Linked DNA regions of Zea mays: regions 2 and 3 are each linked to region 1. A link is a contact called in public Hi-C data. All regions are on one chromosome and are shown on one strand. The core of a region is the stretch at or near the end of the contact, and the rest is flanking DNA. Distances in the headings are between cores, read along the strand shown.

The links. A called contact is a pair of places that touch in the nucleus more often than the background predicts.
Region 2: a Hi-C map of tassel shows a contact between it and region 1, with 3 times the contacts expected there. The contact joins the promoter of LOC542741 here to the enhancer-like site in region 1. A contact is called at or near these places in 2 of 25 Hi-C or Micro-C datasets (leaf and tassel).
Region 3: a Hi-C map of tassel shows a contact between it and region 1, with 2.8 times the contacts expected there. The contact joins two enhancer-like sites. A contact is called at or near these places in 2 of 25 Hi-C or Micro-C datasets (ear and tassel).

The regions. Positions count from the first base shown.
Region 1 is chr5:151,539,339-151,543,121 of Zm-B73-REFERENCE-NAM-5.0, reverse strand. LOC103627039 (probable LRR receptor-like serine/threonine-protein kinase At1g53440) reads left to right here. Exons shown (of 23, transcript XM_020538496.1): 21 at 1-182; 22 at 370-520; 23 at 739-1,525. The coding sequence ends at 1,146. Among protein-coding and RNA genes, the nearest start is that of LOC103627039, 17 kb to the left of the region's middle. Within about 2 kb of position 1,576, at least 2 of the 20 cell types and tissues checked have an H3K27ac peak or open chromatin away from gene starts, as enhancers often do. A contact at or near this core is called in tassel, where this site is marked.
Region 2 is chr5:151,134,183-151,137,965 of Zm-B73-REFERENCE-NAM-5.0, reverse strand. LOC542741 (NOD26-like membrane intrinsic protein 1) reads right to left here and starts at 1,620. Exons shown (of 4, transcript NM_001112251.1): 1 at 1,369-1,620; 2 at 761-1,183; 3 at 607-668. The coding sequence starts at 1,503.
Region 3 is chr5:151,226,610-151,230,392 of Zm-B73-REFERENCE-NAM-5.0, reverse strand. No RefSeq gene overlaps it. Among protein-coding and RNA genes, the nearest start is that of LOC103627035, 15 kb to the right of the region's middle. Within about 2 kb of position 1,877, at least 18 of the 20 cell types and tissues checked have an H3K27ac peak or open chromatin away from gene starts, as enhancers often do. A contact at or near this core is called in tassel, where this site is marked.

The DNA.
Region 1 (3,783 bases), core at 327-2,826:
CTTGGAACTGCAAAAGGCCTGGTCTATCTGCATGAAGAGTCTGCACTAAAAATCGTCCACAGAGATATTAAGCCATCAAATATTCTTCTTGATGGAAAGATGCGACCTAAAATATCAGATTTTGGCTTGGCTAAACTGAATGATGACTGTGGACGTGTGAGCACTCGGATCGCTGGAACTGTGTAAGCTATTTCTCGGGTTGCTGCTGATTCTTCATTTCTCTATTACAGTCAAGTTGCTTAACCTTCTAAAAGAGTTGCTAGTACAACTGTACAACAATTTATTCTGCGTAAAGAAAGTTCATGTACTTAGCATGTGAAGTTAATGCTTCCTGTGTTTGATCCTATTTTGTGATGGTTGTTATTTTAGTGGTTATATGGCCCCTGAATATGCCACAAGAGGTTGCTTAACACGTAAAGCGGACATCTATAGTTATGGAGTGGTGGCTCTTGAGGTTGTTAGTGGAATGAGCAATACGAATAGCATGTCAAATGAAGAATATCTGCATCTTCTTGATTGGGTATTACATTTTGATATCCTTTCTTTCCTTCCTTTTTTGTCATGCATTGTACTATATTGAAAATTAACACAATAAAGTTTAATTCATCTTAATTGTCAAAGTTATCTATAGTTGTCTTCCATAAAGCTACTGTTGAAGATGCGTTGCTTTTGTTGATAGTTGCACTGATTGTGTAGTGTTCAAGTGATCGCCTTACTAAATTTGTTTGTAAACCATAGGCTGAAAGATTGAAGCAGCAAGGGAAGCTGCTGGAAATGGTGGACCGGCGTCTCGGTTCTGACTACTCCCAAGAACAGGCACTGAGGCTGCTGGATGTAGCTCTCCTCTGTACAAGCATACAACCAACCCAGCGGCCAAGAATGTCTTCAGTGGTGAAGATGCTTTGTGGTGAGATCCCCGTCGAGATTGTACCTGCTGACGATGATCTAAGTGAAGATCTACGACTCAACATCGCTCAATCCCGGCAATCAATAGATAACAGCCAAACAAATTGGTCCCAGTACTCAGTAAATAACAGCCAAACAAATTGGTCTGAAACGCTTTCAAGCGATCGTTCGGTCTTGCCCCACAGCAGCAAGGACAGTGGCTACCTCCCATCTTCGAGCTCCCTTTCTGTCAAGCTGTGAACTTCAGCATCGAGAATAGCTAGCCAGGTGTCGGCTTTTTTTTGGGGCCCGTTGCTGCAGTTGTACATAGGCAAATGTTGGGTTTCATGCTTGCAATGCAAGTATTTGATGTCTCATCTCGATTGTCAAGTGTCATTCAAGAATATCGTCCACGACACATGGCAATTGATCACAGTACTGTCTCAACGTCAGCCATATTTCGGCTAGCTCCTTAGTTTGTTGCTTTGGATGTAGAAAGTTATAATGACTTATAATTTGGAACAGATGGAGATGTAGTATATCATTAGGACAGTGCACTTGAGAAATGTAGGCCAGAAATATTGTTTCATATATGCAGATCTTGGAGACAGTGCAATACTTTATTTCGGTCTTCTTTCTATTGTTTACAAGCGCAGTTGTGTGCATGCAGTACTGCTCATGTTCCACCTTTTTGTATACTGTCCCTACATCGTACAGGTTTGGAATTACTCAAGTTCTGACATATTGCCACGAAGAGTGTGGCTAGTTTGGAAGCAAATCCCCTTTCTATTCAAAATTAAATAGAAAAAAGCAGATTTTAACTCTTAAAGCTTGTTCGATTACGCTAATCCAGAAGAGGGTTAAATTCCTGACTAGGAGAGGATTTAATCCCCTTATGGATAAACAAACAAGCTCTTAGGGGGCTTGTTCGGTTGCGTTTGAATCGAAAAGTATTAAGCTATGTTTTCTGGTCGCTCGACCGTCTAGTCGAACTAGGGGAACGACCAGGCGACTAATCTCGATTAGTCGTCGACTAGGTCGACTAATCGACCTATGGTCGACCTGGTCGTTTACTAGTCGTCCTGTTCATCCAGGACCTATGTATATACTATTATACTATAATATATAATTATATAACTATATATGAAGGATAGAGTAAACATGACATGAATTCAGCAATACTGAATACTGATTTAAGAAATTGAGAGAAGATATTTGTTCATCCAATCCAAGTATCCAACTGAAACAACAAAGAAACACTTACTAGTTACTAATACTACCAGTCCCAGGTACAAGTCTACAGGAATAGGATGGAGTACAAGAACAAAAACTCCAGAAGTCCAGAATGACAGAACACATACAAGGATGAAGAACAGAACTATAGAAAAGAATACCTTCAGAAAATGAACTCATGCCAGCGAAGTCTAGAACCGTGCGTTGATGATCTAGGGCTGCGCGTGTCTGTGAACTGGGGCCAGTGAAGTCTAGATTCTGGAACCGCACGCTGATGATCACCGGTGAAGTCTAGAACAAGAAGTCTAGAAGGAGCCGCTAGGAAAATAGAGAAGAGAAGAAAAGGAAAGAGATTGAGATGCCAGGAAATTAGGAGATGTAAGGGTTTATAGAGACGGCGCTGGCGTTCCATCTCCTTGCAGTCAGGCCGCCCGCCAAAAAAGCCCACGGAATCAAAATTTCAGGATCCTAAACCCTAGTCGCGCAAACTCGGCTGATCGAGCGACTAATCGCCCTAGTCGTTGACTAGTCGGACGACCAAGGCGATTAGGTGCTCTGATCGGGTCGGATATGCTAATCGAGCACCCTAAACCGACCAGCCCGACTAATCGCGGGCGACTAATCGCGATTAGTCGGACGACTTGAAAACAATGGTATTAAGGGAATTAAATCCCCTTTTATTTTATTTTGACTAAGGAAGGATTTAATTACCTTCAATCACTTCGATCTAAGAGGATTGTAGGGGATTAAATTCCTCCCTAGTCAAAATTGAAAAGGAGATTTAATCCCTATCAATCATCTTTGATCCAGGCATAACCAAATAAGGTCTTAGAGTTTGTTCGGTTAGAGTGAACTGGATTTAGTTTAAATAGGAAGAGATTAAATCTCCCTCAATTCCCTTCATTCCCCATGCAAACGAACGTGGCCCTAGACCTTGTTCGGTTGCGTCAGCATCGAAGGACATTGAAGGAGATTAAATCCCTTCTATTCAACTTTAACTATGGAGGGATTTCATCCTCTCCAATCCCATTCGATACAAACGCAACCGAACAAACCCTGGATCGAAGTGAATTGAGTGGATTAAATCATCTTCTATTTAATTTTGACTAGCGATAGATTTAAAATCAGACGCAATCGAACAAGCCCTTAGACCTAGTTTGGTAACACGGGGTTTGGAGAAGATCCATGAGAGAGGAAATCCCTTGCTAATCAAATTGGATAACAAGGGGTTTCCTTCCCTTAAATCTCCTACAAATCTCGTATCACTAAATCAACCCTTAGTGCTTGTTCGGTTGCATGGAGATTAGAGGAAATTAAAACTTTTCTTATTCAAAATTAAATAGAAAAAGATTTAATCCCCTCAAACCACCCTAACCGAACAAGTCTTATTTGGGAGACAAGGGATTACACGGGCTAATAGCAAAAAAATTTAGCCTCTGTAGTCTCCTTGTTCCCAAATATATCCTTAATCCTCACCAATTTCTCTGTTCCCAAACTATACGTAAAAATCGTCAACGGAGACATGGGCGGATCCATGTCCTGGGCAACCTCATATAATTTTTTTCTCTACTTCAAAATGATTAAGTTTAAAAGAAAAAAGAGCGAAATCCAGTAGACTCGGCTCTAGATTCAGCCCTGCACAGAGATAATTAAACATCAAATACT
Region 2 (3,783 bases), core at 371-2,870, 410 kb after region 1:
AGAGAGAGAGATGTACTAGCACAATAAAAAAAGTTAATTTTAGGACTGTTGTCATTACTAATAACAAGTAAGTATATATATGGTGTTCACATTATCTCTGCAGTTTTCTGCAAACACACTTTAAAAGCTGGAAGGACAGTGGAGTGGAGTGGTATTACGTTCATATTAATGTCATTGCACCGGTGTCTCACCAACCACACTTTAAAAGCTCATTTTTCCCTGCCCTACTCTACTCATGTGACGGTCTTTATGGCTCCATAAAACCCTGCTCGGCAGACAGATCGAGACACATCGTCCACAACGCAAAGCCCCACTATAAAAAATATCTATATTCTAATTCTCTCTTTTGGTTTTTGACTTGACTTGTTGGGTAAATACTCTAGCTAGGCAGTTTGTCGTCACTTTTGTGCACGCATTGTGAATGAAAAGTAAAACAAAAATAATCTTGAAAGTTATTCTTGTGACGACGACAACCCTGCTGGCTGCTCCTTATAATTTGTAGTAGTACTTATTATAATTTGTACTACTTAAATTTTGTACAAAATATGTATATTCCAGGCAATGAGCACGTCACGAAGAGTAAGTATATATATCGTAAGTACTCACCCGGCAATGAGCACGTTAAGCAGGATGGTTGCGCCCACGGCCAGCCCAGCCAGCTCCCCGATCTGCAAATATATATGCACAGTACGTACGGGTTGAACGACCGGAAAAGAAAGAAACAAACAAACAAACAAACAAAATGGCAACAACGACTTACTGCTCTGTTGTCCGTGGCGACGCCGGAGATGACGAACATGAGGTAGAATGTGGTGATGATCTCGATGACGAGCGACTGCACCTCGGAGCCCGTGGGCAGCGTGCCGGGGAAGTGCTCGTGCCGGCCGCCGAACATGAGGCGCAGCGTCCCGGAGGCGAGCGTGGCGCCCAGCATCTGCGCCAGCACGTACGCCGGCAGCTGCCGCCACGGGAACCGCCCGCTGGTGGCGAAGGCCAGGGTCACCGCCGGGTTGAAGTGCGCGCCGGAGATGTGGCCCACGGCGTACACCATCACCATCACCGCTAGCCCCCACACGATCGCCACGCCCGGGAACGTGATCTGCCCGTTCTTGCTCGCGTTGATCGTCACCGCGCCGCACCCCGCGAACATCAGGAAGTAGGTGCCGAAGATCTCCGCGATGATCTGCAAATGCAGTGAGCAGCACAAAACTCCATAATTTGACCGAGACATGATGAATAACGTTGATGTTGAGAGAGAGAGAGAGAGAGAGAGAGAGTATTAAGCGGACGGGGGAAGAGCCGAAGAACACGGCAGACGAGAGAGAGATCTCGGCCAGTGCCTTTTGATCTCTCACAGCACCACCGTACCTTCTGGATAAATGGGACGGAGACGACCATGGCGGCGCAGCCCTGGTCAGCGAACTCCTCCTTCCTGCCCTCCTCCAAGGCCCTCTGGTCGACGTGGCCTCCGTTCGTCTGGGAGTGGTCTCCGCCTCCGGCCATCGTCTCAGCGAGGCAGCAGCTGTCTCTTCTGCGTCTCTCCCTGTACCCTGGGAGGCTGGCTGCTCAGATGGGAAGCGCGGTAATCAGCACGGGGCCAGTGATCTATCTGATGATCTGATTGGAGTGCAGAGGTAGAGAGCAGGCGGCGATGGGGGGTTGGCCGATGACCCGGCCGCCTATTTATTGCCGCCAAGCCCCGGCCCAGCCCACTCCTCGTCGCTATCGCTTTCCTTGCCGTTTCGATTGACCGGCCTTCTCCTTTAATTTTTACTACCACTATTCTACTAGTGCTAATTTAGGAGCATTATTATTGTACCCAGAGATTACCGCTGAGAGTCCATTTATATTGCTAGGGGTTGGACGACTTATTAAAATATGGATCAACGACCGTGGTACAAGGGTTTCAAATGACGAACTTATCACAGGTAGTATAAGCTTGGCAGCTGCACGATTTAATTAATTTATTTATTTATTTTGCTCGTGAGTATATATGCACTTGAGTTCAAAATAATAATAAAACTACCACAGATATATACGAGCTCAAGTGTAGGAGTACACGTACGTAGTAATGTTTTTTCTTTTGGGAGACACACAATGTCACATGGCGTACGAGAAGATTAGATGCCTCCCATAATAATTACGCACCACTTTAATTTCGGCCATTGAATTGCCAATCGGTCGGACAGTTGAGACAGCTGGAAAAAATGGTGAGACGATGGTTCAATAATTTTTTTTTAAAAAAAAAATCGTTGTTGTATGCAGCAAGTACTGCCCCGGTGGTTCAACAAATAATCGTTGTTGTCGCCGTGTCGCGGGCTTAAGATTGCAGGGTTTTTTTATAAAAAGATAAAAACATCGACAGGCAATTCAATTTGTTGCGTCAGTTCTGCGAGTGGGGTCGATGAGCATGCATGCATGCATGCCGCAGCAACACATTATGGCGCGCCAACGAACAGTGCTGGCCGTCTTTAATAAGTTTGCATGCTCGCTACAACTACAATACGTCAGACGTTGTGGATGGAACTTGGAAGACAGTAATGGAGTACCACTCGATCGCCACCAGAACACACCACACAAATGACCATCTAGTCACCTCTTATTTTGCTTCATTCAGTCTACTGGTCGATACTGACCCTTCTCAAGCGTCGCCAAATTTAAGGGGTACGGTCGCAGGATGACCAAGAGCCAAGAAAACCTTGGTGATGGCCCTTGCTTGGTATGCCTTCTTGGTGACTCTTACCAAGTGTCACCTATTACAATTCTATAACACGATGATTATTATTCCGGATTCATTAAGTAATCCCCCCCCTTAATTTTGTTGCTGTCACACTAGCTACTTTTCAAATTCTTGGGTAAAGGTTGCAATGGGCACCATTCCTTTCTCATTTCTAACACACACTCATTTCTAACACACACGTGAGTGCAAGCGAACTTTACTCACTGTTTTGTTAATTCTTTGAATTCTTAGTGGGTATCAATACTGTCGGCGTTTCGACCCCGGGGGGTCCCCGGACTGACGAGTAAATTGTCGCTGCGTGCCCCAGCCCAGATGGGTCGGCGCGAGACGGAGCGCGATGGGGGGAAAACCGGAGGGAGACAGGCGTAAAAGGGGAAACCCGCGGCCTTCGTGTTTGTCCCGCGCCCAGGTCGGGTGCGCTTGCAGTAGGGGGTTACAAGCGTCCACGCGGGAGGGAGCGAGAGGCTTATGCGCGCGCCGTCCCGTCCTTCCCCGCGTGGCCAACCCTCTGTAAGAGGGCCCTGGACCTTCCTTTTATAGGCGTAAGGAGAGGGTCCAGGTGTACAATAGGAGATGTAGCAATGTGCTAACGTGTCTAGCAGAGAAGAGCTAGTGCCCTAAGTACATGCCGTCGTGGCAGCCGGAGAGGTTTTGGCACCCTGTTCGTTTGATGTCGTGGCCATCGGAGGAGCGCTAGAGCCTTACGGAAGGACAGCTGTCGGGGCTATCGAGTCCTTGCTGACGTCTCCTTGCTTCCGTAAGGGGGCTGAGAGCCGTCGTCGTCATGGAGCACGCGGGGCGCCATCATTATTTGTTTTACCGGGGCGAGCCAGATGGGACGCCGGTCTTGTTCCCCGTAGCCAGAGCTAGCTAGGGGTAGGGTAATGATGGCCCCTCCTGTGACGTGGTCGGTCCGAGCCCTGGGTAGGGCGAGGCGGAGGCTCCTCCGAGGTCGAGGTCGAGTCTGTCTTCCGAGGTCGAGGTCGAGTCCGAGCCCTAGGGTCGGGCGAGGCGGAGACCGTCGTCTTCCGGGGCCGAGGCCG
Region 3 (3,783 bases), core at 628-3,127, 310 kb after region 1:
GTTCCACTAACTTCAGAAAACCCACTACAGTTTCTAGGAAGCTCCAGTGCAAGGATCCCTCGCGTGACCGCCATCGCAGCAAAATTAACCCAAGGACCTCCACTAGCTCCTCCCCACACTGACCACTCCCCTACTGCCCTTGCCCCTATCGGGTAAGGTAGTCCTCCACTAGCTTTCCTAGTTAGTCAGCCAAGGGAGTCCCATACCACCCTTGTGGTAGCACTGTTTTCCCGGGTGGTTTTCCATGTTCCAATTAACATAATAATCTTGTAATGAACGGTAATAATAAACTGATAATAAAAGTGTGAACATGAATAGTATATATCTCCATACCCAAAACCACATAAAGCAATAGCATGTACTACCCAAAAACTCAGTGGTAAAACAAGGCATAAAGTTAGTCAATCTAGGGTAACCTATTGGGTCCCATCAAAATTAACCTATGCAGAAAATTATGATTAATAAGAACATGACTGGGTGCAAAGGAAGTGATCAAGGGCACAACTTGCCTTCAACGAGCTCCTGCTCAGCAGTCTCCACCTCCTGAACCCTAGGATCCTCTGTGGCTTGCTCGTCTACTCGCAACAATACAAACATACATAGTATAGCACAAATTACCATCATGCCGAACAACAAAAGCAGAATGCATGATAATATTCTACGCTGCGTAACGAGATCGTAGGAACAAGAATCACTTTCTCTAGGATAGCATAACTCATGTGAATAATTTTAGTTCAAGTTTCATGGCTAAACAAAGTTACTAGGTGATAAACAATATTAAAACAAAATTAATGCCACTAGAATGGGTCAATTTGGAGTTAAAATGAATTTAATATGAATTATACAAGTTTCTAGAATTATTTTTGTATTAAAAATCAATTTCCCTAATTATTTCTCTACTTTTATTACCCTCTGGACTGCGCGTCAAATACCAAAAAGTGCAAGGGTCGATCTACAAAAAATTTGTAGACTCAGTTTCCTACCAGAGAGGACTCCGGGTTGATTCTTGTATATTTCAGTGACTCATAAGAAATAGTGCACCAGCGAAGAGGTACGGGTGTTTCTCGGCCGTCCAATCAACGTAGATGGACCAGATTAAATCACGCTCATCACATAACGTATCTCCCTCCGCAATCGCCCGATCGAGCATCAACGACAGGGGGCGATCAGATTCCAGCCATCCGATTCCGAACCGGTGCACCGGATTTAATATCGTGAAAGGGTAACCTAAGATCAAATCACAACCGTTCATCTAGATCTTACCCGCTATCGCGCATCTTCTTCCCCTCGGCTAAACCCCAGCGACCACGCCGAGTTCCACGGCGGCCCGCCATGGCCGGAATGCCCGCATCGCTCAACGGTACACAATCACTACATATCTTGGGTGCAAAATGAAATTGAGAAGGTGGCGAACTTAGGGAGCCAGTTCTCATAGTAATTCCGGTAGTGTCCTGGTCCGCCCACGACGACCCGCGGATTTGCGACGGCGGCAGCGAATTGAGCGCGCCCTGGTCACGGACCAAACCTGATATAGCCACCCAAACGATCCGAGGACCCGGGCGGAACCTTCTGGTCGCACGCAGTGCTCCAATTCGGCGCTGAGCGCGATGGACAGCATGGGGACGATGACCCGCCTGATCCGTCACCACGGATTCCGGCAGTATCTCTCTCTCTCTCAACCCCTCTACTTGGTGGTCGTGCGCCAGGTTAAGGGATGGAAGGGACGCGGCGCAGCCCAATTTATGTGCAGGGGATTTGGTCAGCACAGAAGCCCGGAGTTCATGTGACGACCCGCCATCGTCGGTGAGTTCGTTGAGGGAGGTGCTGCTGACCTAGGACCACGTGCCAGAGAGACAGACGCAAGGCGCGCGCGAGGTGATCGGCTGGCCAGTGGGCCCCATGTGTCGGCACTGTTGTTTGCTTCGTAAGGCACATATGGGCCGCGCACGCGTGCGAGAGGAAAAGGAAGTGGGCTGAATAGGCCGAACACAGCCCAAGTGCAGGTTTTCCTCATTTCTATTTCCTTTTCTTCTCCTTTTTATTTTTAAATTTCAAATTTGAATTCAAATTCTAGTAGTGAATTTTGTACTCAGCTTTAGATGTATGATTCGAACATGCCAGTGTGGGACTTATTTATTTATGAAATTATTTTGTATTTTATAATATCTCTTTCTCCTTTTTCCATTTTTAAATTCCAAGTTCAAATTTATGTTTTATTCCAAATCTTCAACTCATTATTATATTTCCATTATTATTATTTTATTATTAAGTGCACAAACAAGCAAAGATCCAATATGGTGCTTAGAATATATTTTTATTAGTTATATGTTGACTTAAATAAGATGTTTTCATGTTGTAATGAGTGGAATGCAAAAGAATTAAGGAAGCAACTCTCCTTTCTTAGGTTTTTACAATTTGGGTATTATAGTGGCCAAGTTGGTTGTATTAGCTAGGTTAAAGACAAAGGTTGTTTCTAGTCTCTGGCGCATCTGCAACGCCCTGAATTTGGGGGTAGATTTTTTTCTTCTTTTTACTCACCAAATTCAGGCGTTACTCTCTTTTCTTTTCCCGTTTCGCTCCTCCTTCCCAATTTCAAAGCAATATAGCGACTGGTGTCCGTGTCATGTGTAAACAAAAACCTAAGTTGACATGGGTGTTGCATCATGCCGAATCATATTTCTTTTGTCTGATGTCGTGTTTAGTCGCGTGTGTTGCTTAGTCTCGTTTCGGATTTTGTTTCACGAATTGGATTCCGATCCGTGGTTGTGCGTGCCACGGGATTTTGACCCGTGGTGCGGCCCAGCCCGGCCTGGCCTTGGCCCACGCGCCCCTGGCGCCCTGCCCCTCTCCCATGCGTGCGCCCCCTCCCTTTCTCTCATTTGGTTTTCCCGTGCAGCAACCTCCTCTCCTCCACCTCTCTCTCTCTCCCCGTGGTGCCCTAGGTTTTGGAGACGGAGATCGCCGGATTTGGTTCCCGAGGTGAGCTCCCCTCCCCTCTCCCTCTCTCTTCTCCTCCCCCTCCCCTTCTTCTTCCCCCCTGTGGCCACCTGCGCGCGTCTCGCGCAGCTCCCCTGCGGCCCCCGCGCGGGCCCATGGCAGCGCTCCCCCGCGGCCCCAGCGCGCTCCCCGCGGCCTCCCGGCGTGCTCCCTCGCGCGCGCCCCTCGCGGCCCCATGTGTGGCCCCACGCGTGCCCCCGTGCGGCCCCTGCTCGGCCACTCCCCGGCGGCGCCCGCCCTGTCCCCGGCGTGGCTGCGCGCCCCCGGCGTGACTCACGTGGTCTCGCGTGTCCCCGGCGCGGCCTCGCGCACCTCGGCACGCGCAACGCGTTCCCCCGCACGCAGCCCAGTGCGCGCGGCGATCGATTTTCAGTTTAATTAGTTTTGGATTTAGTTTAATGAATGTGCCGCGTCGCGCGCTTCGTCGCGCGACGATTCATTTTAAATTCATCTTTATTAATGAGCTGTGTTGCGCGCTTCGTCGCGCGACGATTCGTCTTAATTTCACATTATTTAATGTGTGGCGTCGCGCGTCCAGTCGCGCGATGTTTCGTTTTAAATTTAATTATGTCCTTGTGCGTTTCGTCGCGCGACGCGTAACGTCTCTTTATAATTAATGCAAGTGTCTCGTTGCGCGCTCCATTGCGCGACGAGTCGTTTATTTCTTAATTCAATTTAAGTGTTGTGTCGCACGTTTCGCCGCGCGACAATCGTTTCAATTTACCTTTATCTGTTCATAATAATTAAACATGGAACATGACTTTACCCTATGCTTAACGTGATGGC